2 separate regions of the Mus musculus genome follow, and region 2 is linked to region 1. The links are chromatin contacts, called in public HiChIP or PLAC-seq maps. All regions are on one chromosome and are shown on one strand. Each heading gives the region's core, a stretch centred on a gene start, on an enhancer-like site or on the middle of the called end of the contact. The rest is flanking DNA. Distances are from core to core; before and after follow the strand shown. Region 1 holds the start of 1700108F19Rik (RIKEN cDNA 1700108F19 gene). Region 2 holds the start of 4930431P22Rik (RIKEN cDNA 4930431P22 gene).

What was found. HiChIP or PLAC-seq counts read pairs in DNA pulled down with a chosen protein or histone mark.
Region 2: an H3K27ac HiChIP or PLAC-seq map of embryonic stem cells shows a contact between it and region 1, with 9 read pairs. The contact joins the promoter of 4930431P22Rik here to the promoter of 1700108F19Rik in region 1. A contact is called at or near these places in 10 of 484 Hi-C or Micro-C datasets (the N1E-115 cell line, cumulus cells, liver and 4 more) and 11 of 115 datasets of contacts at active chromatin or transcription factors (DN3 thymocytes, T-cell acute lymphoblastic leukemia, embryonic stem cells and 8 more).

The regions. Positions count from the first base shown.
Region 1 is chr14:76,675,152-76,679,931 of GRCm38.p6, reverse strand. It overlaps 1700108F19Rik (RIKEN cDNA 1700108F19 gene), which reads right to left and starts at 2,364. Exons shown (of 5, transcript NR_015485.1): 1 at 2,253-2,364; 2 at 1,553-1,694; 3 at 334-477. 1700105F02Rik (a long non-coding RNA gene) reads left to right here and starts at 2,347. Exons shown (of 3, transcript XR_383611.3): 1 at 2,347-2,642; 2 at 3,392-3,540.
Region 2 is chr14:76,757,929-76,762,708 of GRCm38.p6, reverse strand. It overlaps 4930431P22Rik (RIKEN cDNA 4930431P22 gene), which reads right to left and starts at 2,578. Exons shown (of 2, transcript NR_153763.1): 1 at 2,334-2,578; 2 at 494-961.

The DNA of each region.
Region 1 (4,780 bases), core at 1,115-3,614:
AACAAAGAAACAACCCTGAAGAAATGTCCTGAAAGAAGTGGCTTCTTCTTCTTCTTCTTCTTCTTCTTCTTCTTCTTCTTCTTCTTCTTCTTCTTCTTCTTCTTTTTTTCAAGACAGGGTTTCTCTGTGTAGCCCTGGCTGACCTGGAACTCACTCTGTAGACCAGGCTGGCCTCGAACTCAGAAATCCGCCTGTCTCTGCCTCCCAAGTGCTGGGACTAAAGGTGTGAGCTACCATTGCCCGGCTACAAGAAGTGGTTTCTTTTGTACCACCAATGACACCGTCTCAGAGCTCTATGGAATAGCACCTTCTTCCAAACTATTGCCAACTTACCTTGAGGCCAAAACCAGGCAGGATGTCCTGTACACGCTGATAGAAACTGCACACCATAGCCTTGGCCACTGATGCATCTGACTATTGACAATTCCACATTTTATGTAAGAAATCTGAGATGCTCTGTCAGACGCCAACAAGTTCCTCAGTAGAAAAGACAGAAAGTTAGCCACCTTACTTATCTATCGCCCTCGTGATCTGGAGGATCCATAATGACTTCAAGAATGTAACACATCCAGTCCTCAAAGAACCCTGGTGGGTGGTCAGGGTCCTAGGAGAACACAGCAGAGGTCTAAGATGAATATTAAAGTGAACAGTATATTTAGTCAGCAAAATCCCTCTGGGCATAGCTGGCAACCAGACTTCTACACTGAAGTCTACACTTTCTGTCACGATGACAACTACAGAAATGTTCACACGAGAAAGTGAAAGGCTCAAAATGCCTTTGTAAAAACTGTTCAGTTGTGAATTCTTCAAACCTCCTCCAAAGTCCACAAATAGTTGAGTGGTGGCTTCCTGGTTCCAGTTTGTCCTTCCTCGCTCTTATTGAATAAATCCATCAAACGCCCACCCTGCTCTGGGAAAGCATCCCTGCACAAACAATAGACCAGGCAGAGTCTTTGTAACACAAACCCAGCCTGCCCAGAAGGGAAAAAGCCAATTGAAAGACACAATGCAGGGGGTGATCTGGCAGGGACAATAGAGCATCCCGCTCTTGCCTTGAATTCCCCTGGTTTTGATGTCAGTGCCCAGGCCCTGGGCTCCTTCCTCAGTAAAATGCATAGATCTGAATCTTCGAGAGGTTGGTGGAAAGAGAAAGCATGACCCTGAGACAACTTCTGGGCCAGCGAGGGGCCAGCTGTCACTGCACAGCTGTGCTCTATGAGGTTACCCTGTGAGCACAAACCCTTCTAGGACAGCACCCTGGGGACAGCCCTGGCAGAACTAAGACATGAAGACTCAGAGAATTTGGCCTGGGTCTTTGATTTGCAGAACTGGATATTGAATCTTGGGACTCCTGTGTGCCAGCAAGAACTCTGTCATTAAACTATCATATCCCAGCTCTTTTTTACTTTTTTATTTTGAGGGATTGTCTCACTAAATTGCCCAGGCTGGCTCTAAACTTCCCCTATAGCCCAGGAAGGTCTTGAACTTTCATCCTCCTGCTTCAGCCTCCCAAGGCGTATGGTTACAGGCCTCCCACGTTCAGCAGCCTTACCTGGTTATTAAGCGGTAGGAAAACCTCCAAAGGAGGTCTGGTGGCAGTAGAAAGCATCTTGCAGTTTTGGAAGTTTGTGTATTTTTTCCCAAGTGATTGCAATAGTATGACCTCATCCATCTCCCTCTCCCTTACGCTCCACCTATGTGCTCTCAAAGAAAGACAGCCATTACTCCAGTGGTGGGCCTGGGGAGTCGGCAGTGAATCCCACCAGGCTGAGATGTCAGACCATCTCCACTACTGCCACTCAACTTGTCTGGATAGGGTGACCAGAGGCATGAGGCTAGCCATGGCCTGCACCACATCTACAGCTTCCTGGGATTCAGGATCTACCTGAGGCAGACTATGCTAATTGACCCAGAGAGCCAGGTCCCTCCCCCTTCTCACTCCTACTTCCAACTACAGAGGCTACAGCTTAATGGTTCCTTTCTTGAGGCTAGGTGATGACAGGTGAACCCTTATTCTGCCTATGAAATGGGATCAGAAGTCTCCCAAAGGCTTTCCTGAGAGAACAAGACGATCTTAGCTGCCACACCCCTTCTGTTTCTACCCTCAGTTTCTGTCTTGACTGTGCCCTGGGTGCACAACTCTCTTACAAAGGGGGAAATGTGACTTGGGGCTCACTGACTTCATAGCCCCTGCTCCCAACTCTGACTTTCCACACAGACAACAATCAACAGAAAGAAATGTGAGGCAGTACATAATAGAGACCAGAGCACTGGGCTCAGCTGCTCTTGCTGCATTCTAGTGGTCCAGCCTGGCCTCAGCTCATCAATCCCCTCGAGTCTTCTTCTCATTTGTGATCACGACTTGGGTAAAGGCTCTGAGGCACCCTCCAGTGTTCCAGTTCTATACTTAGGAATCTAGAATTTGAACATTCTCTAACTGGTTGCTAAGCCACTCTATGCCCAAAGCAAAGCTTCATCTAACAGACCAGGACCCTATGGAAACAGCCATCGAGTGACCCAAGGACGTCACCATTCTCCCCGCTGCTGTATAGCACTGTCCTGACACACCATGAACCCAAGTCCCTGTATCTTCTCAAGACATAACAAGACTCATTGTACACAGTGAAGAGACTCCATAGAAGGTAGGTCTGTGATACTGTCATCTAACTACATTCTCTGACCCATTTCTGTGGGTGCTCAAACTTCACTTGGTACGGGAGGAAGTCTTTTTTGTGACATCCAACTTTATGCTCTTTCAAAAACCCAAAGGCAACAACGGAGAAACAAAGGGGAAGGAGAAGCTCAGAACCACTGAGCAGGCCAGAGACAGCAGTTACACACACACACACACACACACACACACACATGCATGCCCCAGGCCGACCACCCTACACCCTGCCCTCCCAGCTCTGTGTATGACAATACAAAATAAGACACTAAAATCAGAAATATGTCCTCCTTTCCAGAACAGTCTGTGAATTGTCTGTTTCTTCTCATGGATGGTGGCACTGGTATTTGGCTCTGTGACCTCAGATGAAATGTCACCATCCAAACATCAGGAGAAGTCACAGAAAGATAGGAGAGCCAGCAAAGTAGGGAGTTGGTTTACTTTTCTCTCTTTTTTTTCTCTTTATTATCTGCTTTCAATTTTATAGCTCACTTTGTCCTGCCCTATTTTCTCTCTCCGTTTATTTATTTATTTATTTATTTATTTTTCTTGCATCTCCTTGATTTTCTGAGGCCTTAGGTTCTAGTGGGTCCTCTGAACTTTTGACGATACCTCATGTTTATCAGATGGAATCCTGTGCTACAACCTGCACAGGCTTTTCCAAATCAAAGGCGGCAGCCATGTCCTCCACTCAGTAATTTTCCATCTTGTTCACACTTCTAGGTTCAAACCTGGGCCTGGTTGTTTCCCGTAGCTTCAGATGGGGGAACTGCCAGGCAAGTGTAAGATGGTGGGATCACAGTGGATCTAGGCCTGCATGAAGTACTGGGAACAAAATGTCTCCACTCCCTCCTGAGATCTCTCCCACTACTGTAAGTAAGACACGGCCGTTACTCCTTTCAAGTCATCATCAAGTCTACCACCATATAACTTGCTTTTAGCTCAGCTGTTCCCTAGGGTCTGTTGTTTGATGGGAAGGTTTGTTATCACTGGGCACAAGTCAACTGTAAGAATCAACATGAGGAGGGAGGCTGGCACAGTGGTTACACGGCCAGGATTTGGGTAGCAACTGGATTCAGTCTTAATTCTCTCTCTCTCTCTCTCTCTCTCTCTCTCTCTCTCTCTGGCATCTCAGATATGTCTTTTTTTTTTCTTTCATTTCCTGAGCTGTTTAAGTAGCCAGTGCTAATGTGGGTTGTTAGTTTTGTAGGAACCTATAAATAATTTCCTTATTATATGCCTGCCATTTAAAGGTTCCTCAATAAATGCCAATAAAGAAACAAAAACTACTTCTTGAATACTTTTCAGAGCCAGGCATTCAGACTTGGCCAGCAAGAACATTAAACAACTTGGCCAAGGACATGAGGCTATTGAGAGACACATCCGAGGTAGGATTTGAACCCAGGTCTGTCTGATCTGAAGTCTTACATGAAGGCCTGTGTGGAGGGCACGGGGAAAGGGCAAGAAAACCACACTCAAGGAAGAGTCCTGGAAGGGCGCTTAAGGAAGGCCAGTGGAAGCAGGACTTGCCAGTGGGAGGATCTTTGATGGAGGGAGGATAAATCTCAGTCATTAAAATAAGAGAAATATCCTTTCTGAAAATTGCTAGAAGAGAGTGCCATTGATACTGTCAGCTGATCAATCCAACTGCTGCCCCAAGTCCCTTCCACATCCCCACAGAATCTCCATCGTAATAATACATCTTCAGTGAACAGGGAGGCATTCCTCTTGCTACTTGCTTACTGCACTGAATATTTGTGTCATCCCAAATTCATATGTTGCAAGCTACGCATCGAGGTGATGGTGTTAGGAGGTGGGTCCCTGGGAGGTGATTAATGCCTTTCTAAAAGAGACTCATGGAATAGGGGAAACATGCTTTCTCCTTTCCGGGATGTGAGGGCAAAGCAATCAGGCAACCTGTGAGCCAGGAAAGGGGCCTCGCCTGCCTTTACTCTGCAGCCTCCTTCCAAGCAATACATTCCTCTTGCTTATCAATTACCCAGTCAAAGGGATCTTGTCACAGCTGCCTGAACGGACAAAAGCAAAGCTGTTAGGAAGAACTGGGGGAGGGTGTGGGGGAGGGCTATTCTTAGCTGTCAACTTGACTATATC
Region 2 (4,780 bases), core at 1,329-3,828, 83 kb before region 1:
TAAAGAGCAGTCAGGGAGAGAAGCCACTTCCCTCTCTATCTTCTGAGCCAAATGCTAGCCTCCTGCGGGAACAGGGCTGTTCTTGGCTCTTATCTGTCAACACGGGGGCGAGGGATCCAAACAGGATGCCCGAGGAAAGAATCTAGAAGAACTTCAAAAGGCGAAGACACAGCAACAATAAAAAAAAGGGAACAGGGCCAGGAACAAAGACTAAATGTACCGGGGTAGGTAGCACCTTCGTTCATAAAAATAGGGATGAGTGGATGTCCCAAGTGGAGCTGGGTCTTTGACAGCATTCCAGGACTGAGAAGATGGGCCCTGCCCAGTGGGAGCCAGGGTGTCCCCTGAAGGCCCAGGCCCCAGCTCTCTGCCATCTTGCTTGAATCCTGAAGGATTTACCCAAGTCAGCGGGCCTTCATTTTGCAAGACGAAGGCTCTTCCTTTGAACAGCCTAGAACAGACGTGCAGAAATTGGCTGAAGAGAATATTCTCTGAGCTCCACCTTTAATCACACTGAAACTGCCTCCAGGGCATTGTGGCATCAAGTTTGACAAACCACAGCATAATCTGGCAAAGGAAACCAATAATTGTCCAATACCAGGCCACCACTGTTCCTTGTAGGGTAAAACTCCCGATCAGTCTGAAACACCAGTTATCCTCAGCTCTTCAAACCTAATCCCCTCAAGCTCCTTGATCCACAGAACTTGCGTAAAGATACTTAGGCTCCACGCTTGCTAGAGCAAAGTCAGAGGACACACCACCCCTCCAGCCAACGGCAACACTGTGTGAATCACAAGGCAGTCATGGCCACTCTGCCTCAATTTTGCGATCCTTGAGTCATAGAAGACTCATCTCTTCGAATGTCCGTCATTCACGCAAGCGTCTTTCTCCAGGTGGCCCGGGGCGGTTTCCAAGCTGCTGGCTCATCCCCTGTCATGTCACTTGAAAGGAGAACAAAAGGCTGGAAAACAGGAAGGTCATTTTTTTTAAAAATGGGGAAACTGAGGCTCCAAGAAGCCCTAGAGTGAAATGTGTAGACATTTCTGAGTCAGACATGCTCAAAGAACCAAAACAAGTTCTAACTCCTAAATGGACTATTTTCTTGGTTAATTTTATAAAGCTTTTATGACAAGGTGTTTTGATGCAGCAAACTCAGAACAGGCGAAGCCAAAACATATACTCACTGCCTCTTGTGTAACCATTTTCTCACCGTTTCCTCCATCTCTTCCCTCGCAAGCAGATCTGATTGGCTCTGTTTCTTTTACTTTATAGGCTCCTGTTTTCCTGTGGGCTGGATATGCTCCCATCTGACAGGCACGTTACCCCTTGTGCTTACATTGTTTTAACCATTACCTGGCTCTTGATAGTCTCTGATTTTGGAGTTCTACCACCCATTCCCTCCCCTGTCCCTGAACTATATATACCCTTGACTCCTGAACATGGAGGTTGACAATTAGTGGAGATCAAGCTTCACAAGTGGAGTGTAAAATGTCCACTTTATTCGTTTGCTTTTTTAAAAAATGGCATTTATCAGCTAAATCAAAATACTTGCACATCCAAATAGCCACTGTAATTAGGCTCTATTAAAATAGCTGCCTCCAAAGAACAGAGATCGTTGGTGTCACCCGTTCTGGCACCTGACTGGACCGTCTTTCCCAAGGCCTTCTGTTCTGCTGTATGCTGGTGTGTAGCTCATCAAAGGAGACGTGAGCGTCAGGGCTGCTTTTCACCCTGCTATTCCAAGCGAGGACTACGTAGGTGTCACAAATGAAGCTCACACGGAAGCAGAATAGGACACTAGTGGCACAGCCACGTGTCTCTGCCTCCCTGTAATGCAGCCTGGCTGGCATCGGCCTTCCGCCAACCCCTTTGCTGCCCCTATCCACCCACGAGCTCTTGTTGGGTCAGAAATGAGATTCTTTGACAGTGCCTGCCTGCCAGACAGACAGCCGATGCTGGGATGTAGAAAGCAAAAGCAAAAGCTGCTTTCTAAATTAAGCCTGGGCTCATTTATAAAAATAAATAGCCACAGCCTAGCAACGTGCTCGCAGCTTAGCTTTCTTCTGTTATGAAACCGCCATGGCTGGGGCCCAGGATGACAGAGTCAGAACAGGACCCCCACACCCTGACTCCTCCCATGTGTAGTAGTCATCCTGGGGAGTGCTGACAGTGGCCCTTGGAGAGCCTTGCTCTTCATTCAGGGTCAATCTAAGGCCAGGCTCCAAGGGCAGAGGGGATTCAAAGCCTCCCAAATATAATGAGTGCCCCCCCCCCCCCCGCTGCCATGAGTGCATGGACTACACTGTCAGTAATAACTATTATCGTCTTCGAACCTTCTCTCTGTCTTATGTCAACAGAACCTCCAGTGATGAGTTCTGCTTGAAAGAAGGACTATGAGAGAAAATAGTGGATGATCTTTTGATCGTAGTCTTGCTGGGACACTCAGAAGTAGAGCCCACAAGACCCTTGGAGACTCATGGGACATGTGGCAGCGTGGTATGAAGGATCTGTTCCTGCCATCAGCTCTCTCAAGCTTTGAAATGACATGTCAAGTCAGAGTGATCCAAGGACTATGGCCACCTATTCTGTGTTGCTAGGATCAGAATGACGGAGCTTCTGGGATATTCTATATGGTCCCTAGTAACCAGAGAATGCCCAAGGTAGCATGTCAAAATGAGTTCAGAGTTGGGTCCCTCCATTACAGTACTAAACAGAGCAGAGATTGGCCTAGAATGTTCTTCAAAAGTCGGTCTTCTTCTAACCTGGCTTAGTCAGAAACAATGGTCAGTAATAAGAAAGTTCTTGCCATAACCAAATATGTGAGAATATATTATTTAACAGGTTTGTTTTTGGAATAATAACATGCATGTGGGAAAAACTAAACAGCAATAAAAAACATAGTATAATAACATCCAGATTCATCTCACAGTGTGCAGTAGATTCCATAGACTCTGTGACAGTTCCCATCTCAGCCACCCAGACTACCAAAGCTTGGGGTCTGAAGTCTGGGCGGAAAAACATGATGAGGATTCAGCCCTAAGAGAATCAGCAAACTGAACAGACTCCCCCTAATCTATAGTGACAGCTCCCTGATGGTGCATAGTGATGCCTCTCTAGAGCAGGAAAACCACAGCAGCAACTCTGCAGGCTACACTCCAACCTGGTGAGACCAGAATGCTAATCGTCCCAACCCAGGTCTCCCGTGTCTGACATGGCTGCTCTGTGACAAGACCCCACTGAGAAGTTGTGTTGGATGTGGTTGCCTAAACAAGGCCAACAAGCTGACACCAGTTGATATACCCCTGAGAGATCATACGACACTAATTGGTCAGCCCTAGACACTCAGGTCTATGACCTTACCTTCTTGCAAACTCAGAACTGATCCACCAGACAGGAGCAATCGAAACTGTGCTTCTGCGTCTGTACTGTATGAGGATCCAACCAACACTACGATGCTCTTCCCTGTCTCTGAGCTCTTTCTACATATCAGCGTCTTGCCTTATGGTGAGTTTGCTTCTGGTGTGAGAAGTGGGACTTCTTTGGCAAAAACTTTGAGGATAGTTTCTGCCTATCAGTGCTTTAGTTTTTGGTCCATCTGAATCACAAGCCTAGATTGTGTGGTGACCTCTGACCAATTAATTCCATAGCTTTGTATGCCAAAGACTTCCAACATTGGTTTCCATAACTATTTCTCTCCCTATCTAATCCCTAGAAAGATCTGGGATTCTAGAATTCCTGAGAAACTCATGTAGTCTCAACCTTTCACTTTGAGGATGGAGACCCAGAGACAGGCAGAGCCAGGTACTTGTTGTGCAAGGGCATCTGCTTAGTTTCACCCACCCTGCCCTAACTTCTTACAGCCTAACAGTGCTTTGACAGTGATTTTCCTAGGGCAACAGTTCAAATTCCACCCTTCTGGAACTTGGAGACCCATTTTCTTCTGGACAGCATACCTCTCTGGCCTTTGGACTTCAGCACACACCACAAGCAGCCCAGATCCTCAGCCTCCAGTACACGCACCAGGAGCTCCCTAGATTCTCTGCTTCCAGCAAATGTACCAGAAGCCACCCCAATCCTTTGGCTTTAGACTGAATTACATGAGCAGCTTTCCTGGTTCTCTAGTGGTGTGAGTGGGATTGTTTGCTTTCATATCTACTTACCCACATGAAGTCAAAGGTCTCTCCTGTTCCATTATTCTCTATATAACCCAGCCTTATGAGGAAGAGTTTTTCATTTTGTGCAAAAAGATTAATCCTGCCTATACAAGACCTTTTGCAACAACCATCCTAGTTTGACCAGGCCCCACAGGGTTACAGGGAAACAGGACTTTAGATGCCATAACTAGACATTTCCTAGGCAGGCAGGTAAGTTGGTCACCCTGGTGGGTTTCATGTCCCTTTCCTAAGGACCTTTCCACACAAATAACAAACCATAGAGCACATGAATTGAAACCAAAATAGCATCAAATCGATAGGATTGGGAAGATAACTGGAATGGATATTAAGCAATGTGTCTTAAATGAAAAGATCCATGAATAAGATGGGAAAACAAGGTGATCAACAAGGAAAAATAGCCTTTCTATCAAGGGATTTGTGTAAAGACATGCCACCCAACCAGACGGCCTGAGTTTGATCTCTAGGTCCCATATGGTGGAGAGATTAAAGTGACTCGAACAACGTATCTTCAGACTACCACATTTGTAACACACACACACACACACACACACACACACACACACACACACACACTAAAAGTAGTTAAAGCCACTATTGTTGAAGAA